Linked DNA regions of Mus musculus: regions 1 and 3 are each linked to region 2. A link is a contact called in public ChIA-PET and promoter capture Hi-C data. All regions are on one chromosome and are shown on one strand. Each heading gives the region's core, a stretch centred on a gene start, on an enhancer-like site or on the middle of the called end of the contact. The rest is flanking DNA. Distances are from core to core; before and after follow the strand shown. Region 1 has its middle 51 kb from the start of Cartpt. Region 2 holds the start of Tnpo1 (transportin 1). Region 3 holds the start of Btf3 (basic transcription factor 3).

Evidence for each region. Promoter capture Hi-C pulls out the DNA fragments that hold promoters and counts their contacts. ChIA-PET counts read pairs in DNA pulled down with a chosen protein or histone mark.
Region 1: a contact with region 2 is called in a promoter capture Hi-C map of hippocampal neurons, with 3 times the contacts expected there. The contact joins the enhancer-like site here to the promoter of Tnpo1 in region 2. A contact is called at or near these places in 7 of 39 promoter capture datasets (the 3T3-L1 cell line, cranial neural crest, frontonasal cranial neural crest and 3 more).
Region 3: an RNA polymerase II ChIA-PET map of memory CD8 T cells shows a contact between it and region 2, with 15 read pairs. The contact joins the promoter of Btf3 here to the promoter of Tnpo1 in region 2. A contact is called at or near these places in 1 of 39 promoter capture datasets (pre-B cells), 1 of 484 Hi-C or Micro-C datasets (embryonic stem cells) and 1 of 115 datasets of contacts at active chromatin or transcription factors (memory CD8 T cells).

The regions. Positions count from the first base shown.
Region 1 is chr13:99,847,165-99,851,872 of GRCm38.p6, reverse strand. No RefSeq gene overlaps it. Among named protein-coding and RNA genes, the nearest start is that of Cartpt, 51 kb to the left of the region's middle. Within about 2 kb of position 2,067, at least 5 of the 459 cell types and tissues checked have an H3K27ac peak or open chromatin away from gene starts, as enhancers often do. A contact at or near this core is called in hippocampal neurons, where this site is marked.
Region 2 is chr13:98,923,903-98,928,659 of GRCm38.p6, reverse strand. Tnpo1 (transportin 1) reads left to right here and starts at 2,276. Exons shown (of 24, transcript NM_178716.3): 1 at 2,276-2,409. The coding sequence starts at 2,395. It overlaps Gm52051 (translation initiation factor IF-2-like), which reads right to left and starts at 4,248. Exons shown (of 2, transcript XR_003950643.1): 1 at 1,254-4,248.
Region 3 is chr13:98,315,022-98,319,464 of GRCm38.p6, reverse strand. It overlaps Btf3 (basic transcription factor 3), which reads left to right and starts at 2,498. Exons shown (of 6, transcript NM_145455.3): 1 at 2,498-2,840; 2 at 3,167-3,235. The coding sequence starts at 2,715. It overlaps Gm9828 (predicted gene 9828), which reads right to left and starts at 2,349. Exons shown (of 4, transcript NR_137279.1): 1 at 1,856-2,349; 2 at 320-391.

The DNA of each region.
Region 1 (4,708 bases), core at 818-3,317, 920 kb before region 2:
CAGAAGAGAGTTACCTAATCTGTAAGTTGTCAGGGCAGGCTAATTTGCTGTGTCCTTATGTAGCTGAAGGGACTCCCTCCCTGCCTTTTCATTTTGATGAGCCAGGCACACTTTTAGCTGCTGGCCATGTTGGTGCTAGAGCCCATAGGTACTTCTCTGTATTGGTGTCCCACATGCTCACGTGAAAACACACTTAAGCAACACACCTTTCTATATCACCCGCCGCACACACGACAGGAAATGCTTATGCACCCGTGAAACCAGGGGGAGAACAGAGCTGGTTACTTTTGGAATGTCCTTATGCTACAATTATCTAGATGTCATTTAAAAGTGAAGTGGCTACAGGAGGGGAGCGGGTAGGAACAGAGAGGGAGGGAGCGAGGGAGGGAGGGAGGGGAGGAAGGAAGGAGGGAGAGTGACCCAAGCATTTAAAATAAACGAAGTCATGCAGCAAAAAATGTCTTCTTAGCCAGTGTAACAGTTCCCGAAATCACTTCATTCAAGTCCTTTCTTACAAAACAACCCCTCTTCTCCTTTAAAAAAAAACCCTTGGCTTCAGCTCACGTGGGTCAGCAGAGAGTGAAAAGAATTGTAATTCCCACCTTGGCCTAACCCCAAACCTGCCTGACCTCAGAATCCAGGATTGCAGCTGGGACTCTTTCCTGTAAGAAGAACTTTGAAGTGTGGCTGCAGTTCTTTCCGTGGCTGCTTCCTGCTCTCTACTCCCTTCCTGTAAGGAAATAAGTTTGCGCATACAATGAGCTCAGGATATATGGAATAGAAATCTTGGTGAGCCCCTGAGATTTGTGGTTTAAAAATATTTATGATTTTTATTTATGCATGCAAATGTATACATGTTTATGTATGTTTATGTGCACTGCATGCATGCAGATGGCCATGGAGGTAAGGAAGTTTTGAATGCATTGGGACTGGAGTTATAGGCAGTTGTGAGCCATCTGATGTGGGCACTGGAAACCCACCATCCTCTGCAGGAGTAGAAAGTGTTTTTAACCAGTGAGCCACTTCTTCAGCCCTGTAATTCATATTCTGTTTACACGTGTGAAAATAAAGATGAATGCGTTCACAAGGTGATAGCTCAGAACTCAGAAAGAAAGATATTTTTTTTCCTGAATTCACCAACCAGGATGTTGGATGCAGCATCGAAGAGCTTCTTTATTGCCAAGCAAAATCAAGTTTTTCTGCATATTTTAAGTTTTATCCTGCAGAAATAAGAGAATTGCTTTGTGTGTCTGCACGTACGTGTGCTCACATGTACATATAGACAGATAGATACATTGACTGATAAAAGAGAACAAAAAGCTAACAACCTGAATGGTGCCAATAGGTATGTTGAATCCATTTTTGCTCCCATATTCCTGACTTTTCCATCCATATTGTTGATTCTTCTCAGCCATTTTACTGACTTTTCCATTTATGTTTTTGAGTATTTTTTCTAGGGTTTGAAGGATTGAACCTATGTTGGTATTCTCCTTCAGTTCACCGATATTCTATCTATCTATTTATTCATTCGTTTGTTTGTTTGTTTGTTTATCTATGTAATATGTATGTATCCCTGAGTGTATGTATATGTGCATATGTACAGGCAGGAGCCTGTAGAGGTCAGAAAAAGGCATCAGATCTCCTGGAACTGGGATTAGAGATAATGGTGGCTGCTGTGTGTGTGTGTGTGTGTGTGTGTGTGTGTGTGTCGCGCCTGTGCTGGAAACTGAACCCAGGTCTTCTATAAGAGCCCATAATTGATGAGCTATCACTCTATCCCTGATTGATCATTTTTACCTGGGTAGAGGGTGGGGAGGGGACTTCATTTGGTATTTTATCTCCACCAGTGTCTTGAGTACAATCGTCAAGGAGTCCCTTGTCTTTTTCCGTTTTTTGCATTTCTGCGGCAGTTTGAGCATCTGCTGTCTCTGGTGGCTATTCTGGATTTTGAGAGAGTCAGCGTTCTACCTAAACGTCTGCTCTGAAAGGCACGACTCCCAGTCTGCTCACCAAGGGGGAAACACGCGCTTATAGCAGCAGCAACAGCAAACCACACAAGTACGGGTACACTTAAAGTCAACCGCAACAAACAGATGCAAGAGAGCGGAGCTCCGCAAAGCCGCTAGAGTGCGCAGTGAGGCTCAGCGTTATTTAGGAAAAGGTGGGACTCACAGATGAATGAGATAGATGGAGCAGACAGGGAAACACGGAGAAAGGGGAAACACAGTCAAACAGACTAAAGGAGAAGAAGGAAGGGAAGTGTTATGTGGGGTGCAGCTGGAGAGCTGGTCCAGAAGTTAAGAGCACTTGCTGCTGATCCAGAAGATAGAGTCAGATTCCCAGCACACATTAGGTGATCACAGAAAAAAAAAAAAAGACTGTCCTAGAGAGGAAAAAGGCATGTAAACAACATCAGAGTAACATAAAAAAGGAACAATAAGCAAAACATAAAAACTGTAAAACTACAATACAAAAAAAAAGATCCTGCTAAAATGTGGGTGGGTGGGGGTGCTGAGAGATCTCACAGAAAATAAGAGAGAGAATGCATGTGTGTATAAGAAAGAGAACAAAGCTATGATAGCTTGGGCCTGGGTTTCCTTTTTTGCTTTATACCTTATAGTTAGACAGAGTCTATCACCAAGACAGAAATGGCTACTGATCGGCAGACTGACCGCTAGTGAGACCTGGGCATCCTCCTGTCTCAGCCCCAGTGCTCCAGCTGCAGGGGTTTCACCCATGTCGTCATGGGTGCTAGGGATTTAATCTCAGGGCTCTACGGTTGTACAGAAGCACCTTACCCATTGAGACATCGCTCTAGCCCTTTCAGATTACATGCTGAAAATCATTCTTGTCTATTTATGTCAGTATGTGTATACCTGTGTGTGCTACACGCTACTGCACACGTGTCGAGGTCAAAGGATAATTTACCAGAGACAGTTCTTTCTTACTCCACAGGGATCCCAGGGAGAGAACTTGGGCTTCCTATAAGTTTCTTGTCTTATCGGTCTCTTTGTGTATTTTCTGTCGGATCTGAGATTACACATTTGATATTATCGAGTCATTAGTCTGTTCAGTCTATGGTACTATGTACTTTCCAGGATGTTATCTTACATGTTCTCAGTTATATGTAAAAACTTTCAGATAAGCATAATATATATTTTAGAATTTATTTTACTTGATGAGACTGCGGATGGCTTCCTTCCCTTATTCCATTTCTTTTTGTTTTTCAAATTTCTTGTGATAAGTGCATGCTATTTAATAATGATAAAATAAACTTAAATCAAAAGGGAATCTTTCAGAAGCCAGATGGAGCACACCTTTAATCTCCACACTCAGGAGGCAGAGGCAGGCAGACCTCTATCAGCTGGAGGCCATCTTCGTCTACCTAGTGAGTTCGAGGACAGCCACAGCTACATAGTGACGCCTTGTCTCAACCAAGGTGAATAGGTCAGGATGGAAGAGTGGAGCTGGAGGGCTTCGTGGAGGAGATGATGGAACTGTGGGAAGATACACACACACACACACACACACACACACACACACACACACGCACGCACACACGCACTCGCACACATTGAGTGCCATGCGAATGATAAGCAGTCAGCAGATGTGTATTGATCAGTCTTATGAGGGTGATCTGAATTTCCATCTGTCCATCTTTCCAGTGTGAGAGCTGACTGGCTTCTTTGGCTGTCAAATCAGACTTGTAGGCTTCCTCAAACACTTTAATTTTACACTATCCAGGGAACACCTAAGATTCAGGATCCTCCCTCCAAGATGAATCACTGAATTTCTGCCCAATTTCTTCACCTTCATCAGCCAAATCGCTCCCCACCTCGGTACCTCCATAGTCAATATTTTTAAAAATTGTATATTAGAGGAATTCCAGTTAAGTAAAGTTTTGCTGAATGCATTTTGCAAAATTTCTAACCTATTAGGCCCTTTTAAATTCTCACTCTGAAACAATTTTGTGATTAAATCACAGCACTGCAAGGCGATGCCTCAGGGTTGCATTGGGCCGGAAGATCTGGAATGGAGCAGAGGAGACAAACACCTTTCCAGTTACTTTCCAGACCGCTTTAGTGACATTTACAGCCCTGGTATCTGGGAGGCCCTCTCGCCCCCGACCCGAGGATGTGCAGGATCGGCATTTCCTGTAACAGGGTCAGGTTGCAAACTGCAGCGCCATCTTAAAAGACTCACAGCTCGCAAGGTGATGCCAGTCGCCGTCTTATAATCTGGGGTGATCCTCATCAGGGCTGTGAGAGCCAAAGCAACCAAGAGATTGCAGGCTCGTTTCTCTCCCGGCTGCAGTCTAGTCAGCAACATTTATTTTAGGGCATCCTTAAGCTTCCTTATGCAGAGAGATAATCGCCTGAAATAAGTTTTTTCCAAATCACATTCCCTTTTTATTTCTGGAGAACATTTCCCCCTCAGGGGAACTTCTAAGGCATGGACACATTGTGACATTCATGACCGTGGATTAAATTAAAATTCCCTCTATCAGTGTCTGCTGAGTTCCTGTTTCCGGCAGATCTGCTGTCTGGCGGTGACAGTGGCCTGTAACCTGTTTCTACCACGTATCTAGCGAAATAGAAAAAGATCACAAAATAAGAATCTTCCTACTTGCTACATGTACAGTGATACTTCACACAATTAAAAAAAAATTCTACAAAGTATCATGTGGCCAGTTTGCTTGCTGCTCTTA
Region 2 (4,757 bases), core at 1,027-3,526:
CCAGCCCCATCTCAACTTTATAATATCTAATAACCAAGAATTTTTTGTTGTTGTTTTCGAGACAGGATTTCTCTGTGTAGCCCTGGCTGTCCTGGAACTCACTTTGTAGACCAGGCTGGCCTTGAACTCAGAAATCCGCCTGCCTCTGCCTCCCAAGTGCTGGGATTAAAGGTGTGCGCCACCATGCCCTGCCTAAAGAAAAATTCATGTGGGGTGGTGGTAACACATACCTTTAATACCAAAAAGTACCAAAAATAAAATACCAAAAAAAAAATGTTTTTCTTTAAAAAGAATTCAAGGGAATAAATCCTTTTATATATACTAATTAATATTCAATCCTTCCTCCTTCCAGTTAGCTTTGTTTATTCCCAAAGTAGTATTTAGGTAAATTCTTCTTCATTGCTTGGTGTAGGTCCTACAACAATCCTTAGTTGCTCATCTTTAGTTTTATTTATGTGTATGAGTGCTTTGCTGCCACGCACATCATGGGAATGCCTAGTGTCTGTGGAGGTCAGCAGGGCATTGGACCCCTGGAACTGGAATTATGAACGGTTATGAGCTACCTCATGGTTGGAGACTAAAACCCAGGTCCTCTGCAAAAACAAAGGCTGTTACCCTCTGAACCATTTTCCCAGCCCCTAATCTTATAGATTTTAATGCTATTTTATTTTTTAAATCTCCAGCAATGTAAGATTCAGTTACCACAATCACACAATCATCTGATTTTTACAAGTCTCTACTCTACAATGAAAGCTTTTAAGTATAAAATAAGACCTGTTTACATTTTTCCTTGCAGTAAATTTTTTTGCAGACTCACCAAACTGCTCTGGAGGAAGGTTTACATTAAATTGTTTTTCTTAGGACATATTCCTTCTTAGAAAATTCCTTTCCAAGAACACTACTCTATCTAACTTCTATTAAATCAACATTTAAAAATGTTTATTTTATTTGATAGAGACAAAGTTTCTCTGTGTAGGCCAGGCTGGCCTGGAACTCAGCAATCTGTCTGCCTCTGCCTCTGGAGTGATGGGACTAAAAGTGTGGGCTGCCATGCCTGGCCATATTTTAGTAATTTTAAATATTTTCCCTTTCAATTTTCAGCTTTCTGATGATAAAAACCATCTTTTAGTCTCAAACTTTGAGTTAAGCTAATTGTAACACTAAAAAGTATTACAAGTGAAGATTTTTAAGCTTCTTAATAAATAAGTTGTAAATATTTAGCATTTTTCAAGAATTAGGTACAATAATTTTACCTGTAAAGTGTATGGAGAGCAATCACTGCCTAAACAAGAAGTATGTAACACTAAGGCAGTTGAAAGCACTGATGTGAAGATAATTCTCGCTGGCCACTCACTCAGAAAAAAGGACCACCTTGCTGTGCATATTTAAAATACTCATACGTGGTAAGTTTGTGTAAAAATAACCAGGCAGGGAAGAACGATTCTTCCAAGACCGGGTTTCTCAGTATAGCCCTGGCTGGCCTTGAACTCAGAAGTCTGCCTGACTCTGCCTCCCAAGTGCTGGGATTAAAAGCGTGTGCTACCACTGGGAAGAACAATTCACCTCTCTTCATTACCATTATTGCAACTGGCTTGAAAAGTGCCTACCTCTCCCATTTTAAAACACTTTCAGCTTGAAGTTACAGTACCTCTCTGGTGGTGGCTGTATAAGGAGAGAGGAGAGCTTATTATCTCCAAGCTCAGGGAACTAGCTTTATAGTAGAAACATACCTAGAGATGTAAACCTAATTTTCTAAATCATTTCATTTGGTTTTATATGGTAGTTTCGTGCTACATCAGCACATTTCAGAAGCCCCTGTGTTATCAAGGGGGCCGCCGTCCGCCCACACCCTTCTGCCTTGTCCCAGGAAAGCTGTAACAGTTCGACTGTGGGACGAGCGGCCTGGTGGGTGTCGCCGGGCTCTGGGCTCGGCGGTCTCCCGGGGGGGACACGAGTGCACTCCGGGCACGCACGTCACCTGCCGCCGGAAGGGCCGTGCATCTGGGCGTTCACACTCAACGGGCTGGGCAGCGGAGGCCGCGACTGAGCCCCAGGCTGGCTTGTGGGGGCTGCAGTGGGCGCGAGGGGGTGTGAGGCGGGCACGGGGCCGAGGCGTCGACCCCGGGACCCCGCTTGGTGAAAACCGCTGGGGCGCGCCGCCCGCCCGCCCGCCTTCCCGACGCAGGCCAGCAGGCCCAGGCCGCAGTTTTCCCAGCCCCGTCGCCGTTGCCAAGGCGACCGCCGCCGAAGATTCCCGCGCCGGGCTCCGCCCCCCGGCCAATCGGACCGGCGCTCGCCGGAGCCCGGATTCTCTTTGTTCCGCAGCCATTTCAGGCCCCGGACGGGAGGCAGCGCCGCTTCGGCAGAAAGGCCCGAGCGCCGGAGGCCTCTGGGATGGTGTGGGACCGGGTAGGTTGGCGTGAGGGTGCGTGGCCAGGGCGGAGGCGGGTGGGAAGCGGCCCGAGCGAGCTCCGACCGGCCGCCGCGCCGAGGGGACCGCGCTCCGCTGTCCGCCCTCTCGGACGGGGCCTGGCCGTTTGGAGCCCGCCGGCGACGGCGCGGTTCTAAGCCCAACAGCTGCGGTCCCGGGCGCCCTGCGGGTCCCGGACAGGGCAGGCGGCGCCCCAGGAGCGGGAGGTCGGTCCTGGGGGTGGCGGGAGGCTGGCGGGCCGAGCCGCTGCGATGCCCGTCAGGCCGCACGGTGCGAGGGCCCGAGGTCGCCGGTCTTTGTCCCGGAGCCTCGCACACTCCGGTTTCTGCAGCCAGCTGATCCGTCTCCCCCGAGGGCCTGCTGGCCTCGCGACCTGTGAACATAATTTTAATGTTTGTAACTACGGGTTTTGCTTAGGTTTGTGGGTTTTGCACGTCTGCCTCTGTCTGCCCACGCCACGGGGAAGGGCCGCCGAGGAACAGACCCGCCACCACAATCAAACTGGCTTTAGAAAGGCTTTCTTCCTCTTAGAAATGATCTCGCGGGGCTTAATTTTTTTTAATCACGTGGGGTTTGCAGGGATTGTTTACAGTTTCACTTTGTTACGCCAGTCGCGAATCAGCTGTTAACTGTAGAAACGAAGTCAGAGGCTGTCCACTAGTTGGGGAGATTGTATTAAGAAGCTTAGTATGTCCTGTTCGAAAAACAGTGATGGCTTCAATGAGTACGTAAGCAATGCTTTTCCCCCCTAAAGAGAAGACGCTCCTTAAATGCAAAATATTCGGTGAAATCAGTATTTGGAACTGACCTGTCTGTCTGCAATGTGCACGCTCAGACGTGTTCATCTTTAGGATACCAAAAGTACCTGCTGGGTTTTGAGTTTCCCTATCGAAACTTTCACTTAAGTGTGGTAAGAAAGTGTGCTAATGAAGTAAGTGGATGGTTTGTAGTTGGTGAGAAGTGATCCTTGTTACTGTCCTGTAACCCTCCGTCCTGGTTCTAGAGAATGGCTGGTCTATGTGGAAATTTGCAAGTGCAAAGGAAAAATACTACTTTAGAGGTGGCCGATTTATTTTAAACTCCTTGACACTTGCCGTGTGTGGGTGAATAGTGGTTTGGCAATTCAGCTTTTACTTGAGTCCGTGTACACCTACTGCACTGTGAGTGGTTCGTCTTCCCTTTCTGAAGAGGGCCTCGGCCTTCCATTAGCCATGTGCTTTTCCATCCTGCCCTGGCCAGAAATTACTGAATTCCTCCCACTGAAAGACCTATAGAAAATATTTTTGTATTTCTCCCTCCATTCCTAAAAGCCTTTTTGCCATTATATAATAGCAACAGGATAGAATTTTATCTTAAAAAAAAAAAAAGATCCTAGCTGTGCCTTTTTGCCATTATATAATAGCAACAGGATAGAATTTTATCTTAAAAAAAAAAAAGATCCTAGCTGTGACTATTTCCAGTATCAATAATTGTTATAGTCATTGTTTTATGACTATTTTTTTTTACTTATGTTAAAGTGATTGTGTGCATTCAGTTTTCTTAAATTGTGTTGAAATGTGAACATGTGCTATATTTAGAGGAATTTCTTGTGTTTGTTAGCCATATTGGCAAGCTTTTTTTTTTGAAAAGAAATCAGGTTCTAAGGAAGCCAAGTCAAGTTCCACATGAAGTAAATGTAACCAGAATAAATGAAAGAGAGGAAGGTGACAGCATGCGGACTGCCTTTGGAGGCAGAGGCAGGCAGATCTCTGAGTTCCAGGACAGCCAGGGCTCCACTGAGAAACTCTGTCTCCAAAAACAAACAAACCAGGAAAGAAAGAAAAGAATGTGGTATAAGATGCCAAAGATTTGGCCCTCCCCACCCCCCCCAAATGCTTACGTGCAGAGATTGAGAGAGCTGAACTAGAGTGTAACTGGTGATTTCAGAATCACGGAGGACAGTGCACCTTCCAAAAGGAAACTTCTCACAAGATGAGGTCCTGCTTGGCTAGTGTTAGTAAGGCTCTAGCAGGTTAGAGGAGTGTATTCACTGTTGGACAGAGGTTTGTGAGAGTGGGTGGACTGTGGTTAGTCAGGTAGAGGTTAGGAAGGGAGGTTCTCAAAGCCTTTGTGTGGTTCTGACACATCTATCCTAGGCACTGTTCTTAGAAGGACTGTAGTTGGTGTGATGAGTAGAGTATTCGCTTTCAAGCATCTTCATGCACAAATGAAACAAGAAACGAGGATGGAGATTTGTCTTCAAAAAAAAAATTTTTTTTTTTTTTGAGACAGGGTTTCTCTGTAGTCTTGGCTGTCCTGGAACTCACTCCGTAGACCAGGCTGGCCT
Region 3 (4,443 bases), core at 1,249-3,748, 610 kb after region 2:
CCATAGTGAAAGTAATTCAATTCCCAATAATTGTCTTCTGTCCTTTACACACACACACACACACACATGCACACACGCACATTCATCTTCAGTCATTTCTCAAAACTTCTTGTGGGTCATAATTCCCCTTAAGAATTAAGCCTGAGCTGGGCAGTGGTAGCACATGCCTTTAATCCCAGCACTCAGGAGGCAGAGGCAGGTGGATTTCTGAGTTCGAGGCCAGCCTGGTCTACAGAGTGAGTTCCAGGACAGCCAGGCTATACAGAGAAACCCTGTCTCAAAAAAAAGAAGAAGAAGCAACCTGATGTCAAGTAAATACCTGGTTCTTGCTGAAGCCAATTCAAGTTCCAGTCAGAGATGAAAATGACCATATATTTTGTTTAGACATGTCCTATGAATCAAGGAGAGCAATCATGTTTTTTTTTTTTCTCGAATTCTGTTGACAATGCTAAGTAAGCAGCTCTTGCATTGTTCTATATGAGCAGTAAAGGGTGGGAGGCAAGCCTTTACACTTGCTGTAGACAGCCGGAGCAAGTGGGAAATGGTAGTCCTGAAGACAGACCGCAAATGGTAACTTCTAGAGGAAAAGTAAAACAATAACAAAGTCCTTCGATTGTTTTTTAAAAGGCTGGTATATAAATATTAGCAAAATCTGAAGTCCTGGTGCAGCAAGGGTCAAAATAAACATCGTCTTCCTTACAGTTTGGTGATTTTCAAAATCATACAAGTCTTCTATACCATGACAGAATAGGGGAAAAGAAACTAAGTCATATTTCTTGAATATAGGCCTAAAAGATGAGACAGGTATCAGTTACATATTGTAGAGTTTTATGTAAAAATTCAGAAAATATCATGATTAGGAAGTTTCACATACTTTCAGTGTAATATGAAGAGTAAAATATTCTACAGATAAACATTTCTTTAAAAAGAACTAGTTAGCCGGGCGTGGTGGTGCATGCCTTTAATCCCAGCACTTGGGAGGCAGAGGCAGGGGGATTTCTGAGTTCGAGGCCAGCCTGGTCTAAAGAGTGAGTTCCAGGACAGCCAGGGCTATACAGAGAAACCCTGTCTGGAAAAACAACAACAAAAAAAAAAAAAAAAAAAAAACAAAAACAAAAAGAACTAGTTTTACCTTTTATCCATCATATGTAACACAGTCATGTTTTATATATTTTCTGTAGCACTGAATTCTGTTGCCTCATCTCAGTTATTTGGAGAATGGTTAGGTACTTCATAGGGTAGACAACAAGCATGGTTTTCTGAGACAAACTTACTTGTTCGGATAAAAGAAACATTGTTGTTGTTTCAAGAAAAAGAACTTGTTACAATTTTCTACATAGCAACGTAGTTGTCTCTCCCGATTTTTTAAATGACTCATCGCTGTTGCAAGAAACTCTTGTGTAAAAAGGTTTCCAAGGGGAAAAAAAATTGATTTTAGCTAGAGTATTCATTTCGGCAACTTTTCTGGATAAATTGTATTCTCTAAAAATTCTAACACAACTTTCTCTTTGGAATATTCAAAAACATTTCGTAGCTAAGATTGGAAAAAGGCTTAAGCACACAGAATTTTCACTTAACCTCTTTTTCTTTTTCGTTTTTTAATCTTCATATAGGGATTTTCTAAGGTTATCTTAAAATTTGTCTGGGAATGGTGCTAGACGACTATAATCCCAGCATTGGACAGAGGGGCTCTGAGGCCGGAGAATAGCTGTGTGCTTCAGACTAGCCAGGATTACTTATCGAGACACTTTTTAAAACAACCATCAAATTATGCAACAACAACAAAAAACAAAAACAAAAAAACAAAAAAACGACAACCACAATTCGTGCTGGAGTTCGGCAAACTTTAACTCACAGCCACGTTTTTACCCCCAAGCACGCAGGCTCAAATTCATCTTGGAAGAATTCAAGGTAAAGTTTGCTCCATCGTGAATGCTTCATGGTCGAATCCATGACGATTCGAGATCAGGGAGTCGATGGTAGAGGTGTAGAAGGGTTAAGAGGTTACAAATCTTGTTACCCTGTTTCAACCTTGAATAAACCGAATTGCTGAAGGGTGGAGATCTGGAAAGCATTCCGAACATGCTTTCTAGACATTCTGAGTCGCGATTTCTACATCACCCAAGTCACTTAATTTTGGAAAGCAACATTAGCCTGGCTGATTTCGATAGTTTTTTATTTACACCCGGCATTGAGCAGACACTGCAGCCTACTGGACAAAGCTGGACGCCCTACGGGGTGGCCACAGGGCAGACTGATTTAACCACAGCTCTACAGGGAGCCTCACTGTCCGATCTATCCGCGGCCTTTCCCAGGACCGCGGACGGCGACCGCGGGTCCCAGCTCTCCGGTGCTGCTCCCGGCCCGCCGCTGGACGAAAGGAAAGAAACAGCCGCGGACCGGCCCCCGGCTGCGCATGCGCGGCGACGCCAACTCCGCTTCCTGAATTCTGGAGGAAGTGGCGTCGCGTTACTTCCGGCCTCCCTCTAGCTGCCATCTTGCGTCCCCGCGTGTGTGCGCCTTCTCTCAGCTGGTCTGCCCGAGACCCCCTGAGCGTGAACCTTAGTTCCCCGCGCGGCGCCATTTCCACTCCGACAAGGTACAGAAAAAAGGCCGTGGACGCCGGCGTGGGAGGAGACCGGGAGTTGGGGGTGGGGCGGGCGTTTCCCGGCAGGAGCGAGGCAGGGAGGGGACGGACGGAGCTGAGGAAAGCGATGCGACGGACGGGCGCTCCCACCCAGGCGGACTCTCGGGGGCGAGGGCGAGCCAGGGGCGGCTGGCCCGGGGCCGAAGCGACGCCCTCTCTCCCTCTCGGCGGAAGCCGAGGACGGGAGTCTCAGGTACCGCGAGGCCTGCGGAGAGTGGCCGGGCCGGGCAGGCCGTGGCGAGGCCTCGGCCCAGGCCGGGCAGGGCGGCGGGGAGCGGGGGATGCTCGGTCGCCGTGGGGCTGAGCCCGAGGCCGGGCCGGGCCGGGCGGGGGAGGGGCGAGGGGCCCTGTGCGCCCCGGCGAGCCTGGAGGGGTGAATTGGGGATCCAGGCCTCAGCCCGAGGGGGACGACGTTCTCCTGCGAGTGTAGCGGGAAATAACGAGCGTGGAATGCTGGAGGGGGGGCCCGGCCGTTCTTGTTCTTGGCTGAGGATTTTTTTTTTTCCTCTCTCTTTGTAGATGAAAGAAACAATCATGAACCAGGAGAAACTCGCCAAACTGCAGGCACAAGTGCGCATTGGTGGGAAAGTAAGTTTCTTTTTTTTTTTTCCTCCTTTCTTTTTCTCTCCTCTCTCTCTTCCAAAGTTCCGTTTGCATTTCTCACGTTGTTGGGTTTTTTGTTTTTTGTTTTTTTTGTTGTTGTTGTTGTTGTTTTTGGTTTGGTTGGTTGGTTTTTTGGGTTTTTTTTGTCACTTTGCTTGGCAGGGGACATTTCGCAAAGCTAGCAAATCCAAGGGAAATGAGACCAATACTAAGAGACAAGGAGGAGATAGATAGATAGATAGATAGTAGGGGTGAGGTCGGTCATCGAGTAGAGAAGAAAATAGCACTTAAAAACGGTGCCTTGCTTGCAAGAGGTTCAGGATTATGGCGCATATAAACAAATGTTACTGGATTTTATGAATGGGGGGGAAAGTATGTTCTCTGCCAAATCTTTGTGTACCGTGTACCCTTGACTTGTACAATGTTGGGGGTGGTTATTTTGTTACCTTTGAGTTGTCCTGAGATCCAACACATGTTTTGGTACATGCTAGAGGACCTCTCAACTCCCAAACTGCATTCCCACCCCATTTTTTTTAAAAGTAAGTTAACTGAAAGTATTGGCTTTTCCTGTTCTACTTAATGATTAGGTAATTTTATTATTATTATTATTATTATGAAGATCTTCTGCTCTTCTGCATTGCTTTCTGAACTAAATGCTCAACAGACTAATTGTCTTTTTTAGGGTATTTGAGGATACCTTCCTATTTAAATTCGTGAACAGTGTTAGGTTGGGAAATCCTACCTTAGCACATGTCTTTTGTTCCTCAACCTTTGTAATTATGCTACAGTGAGAGAATGCAAATGTGTTGGCAGGTTGGTTTCTCCAAGTGGATTCTGCTCTGAAAGAATTGAACTTGGTGTTGGTGCTGGGTCCACTCCAGATGAAGAGCTCCTTAGTTTCAAGTATCGAGTTAGCACATTCCTGGTGTTTAACAGGTTGAAGCATGGAGTCTCCGAGAAACCTGTGGAGCTTCCATAGTACAAGTTTATTACCTATTAAATTGTTCTAACTTTAACTTTTACTGAAGGTAAATCTTCAGTAGTCTTCTGAGAGATAAGGAAATGTGGAACGTAACATAACATAAGTTAGGAGAGTTGGCACCAGCAGTAAGCATCCTGTTTGCCTTTGCTGGCAATTGTAGTCTTCAGTTTGCACTCAGGACATTAACCTTAGATGCTTCTCGACCTTTTAA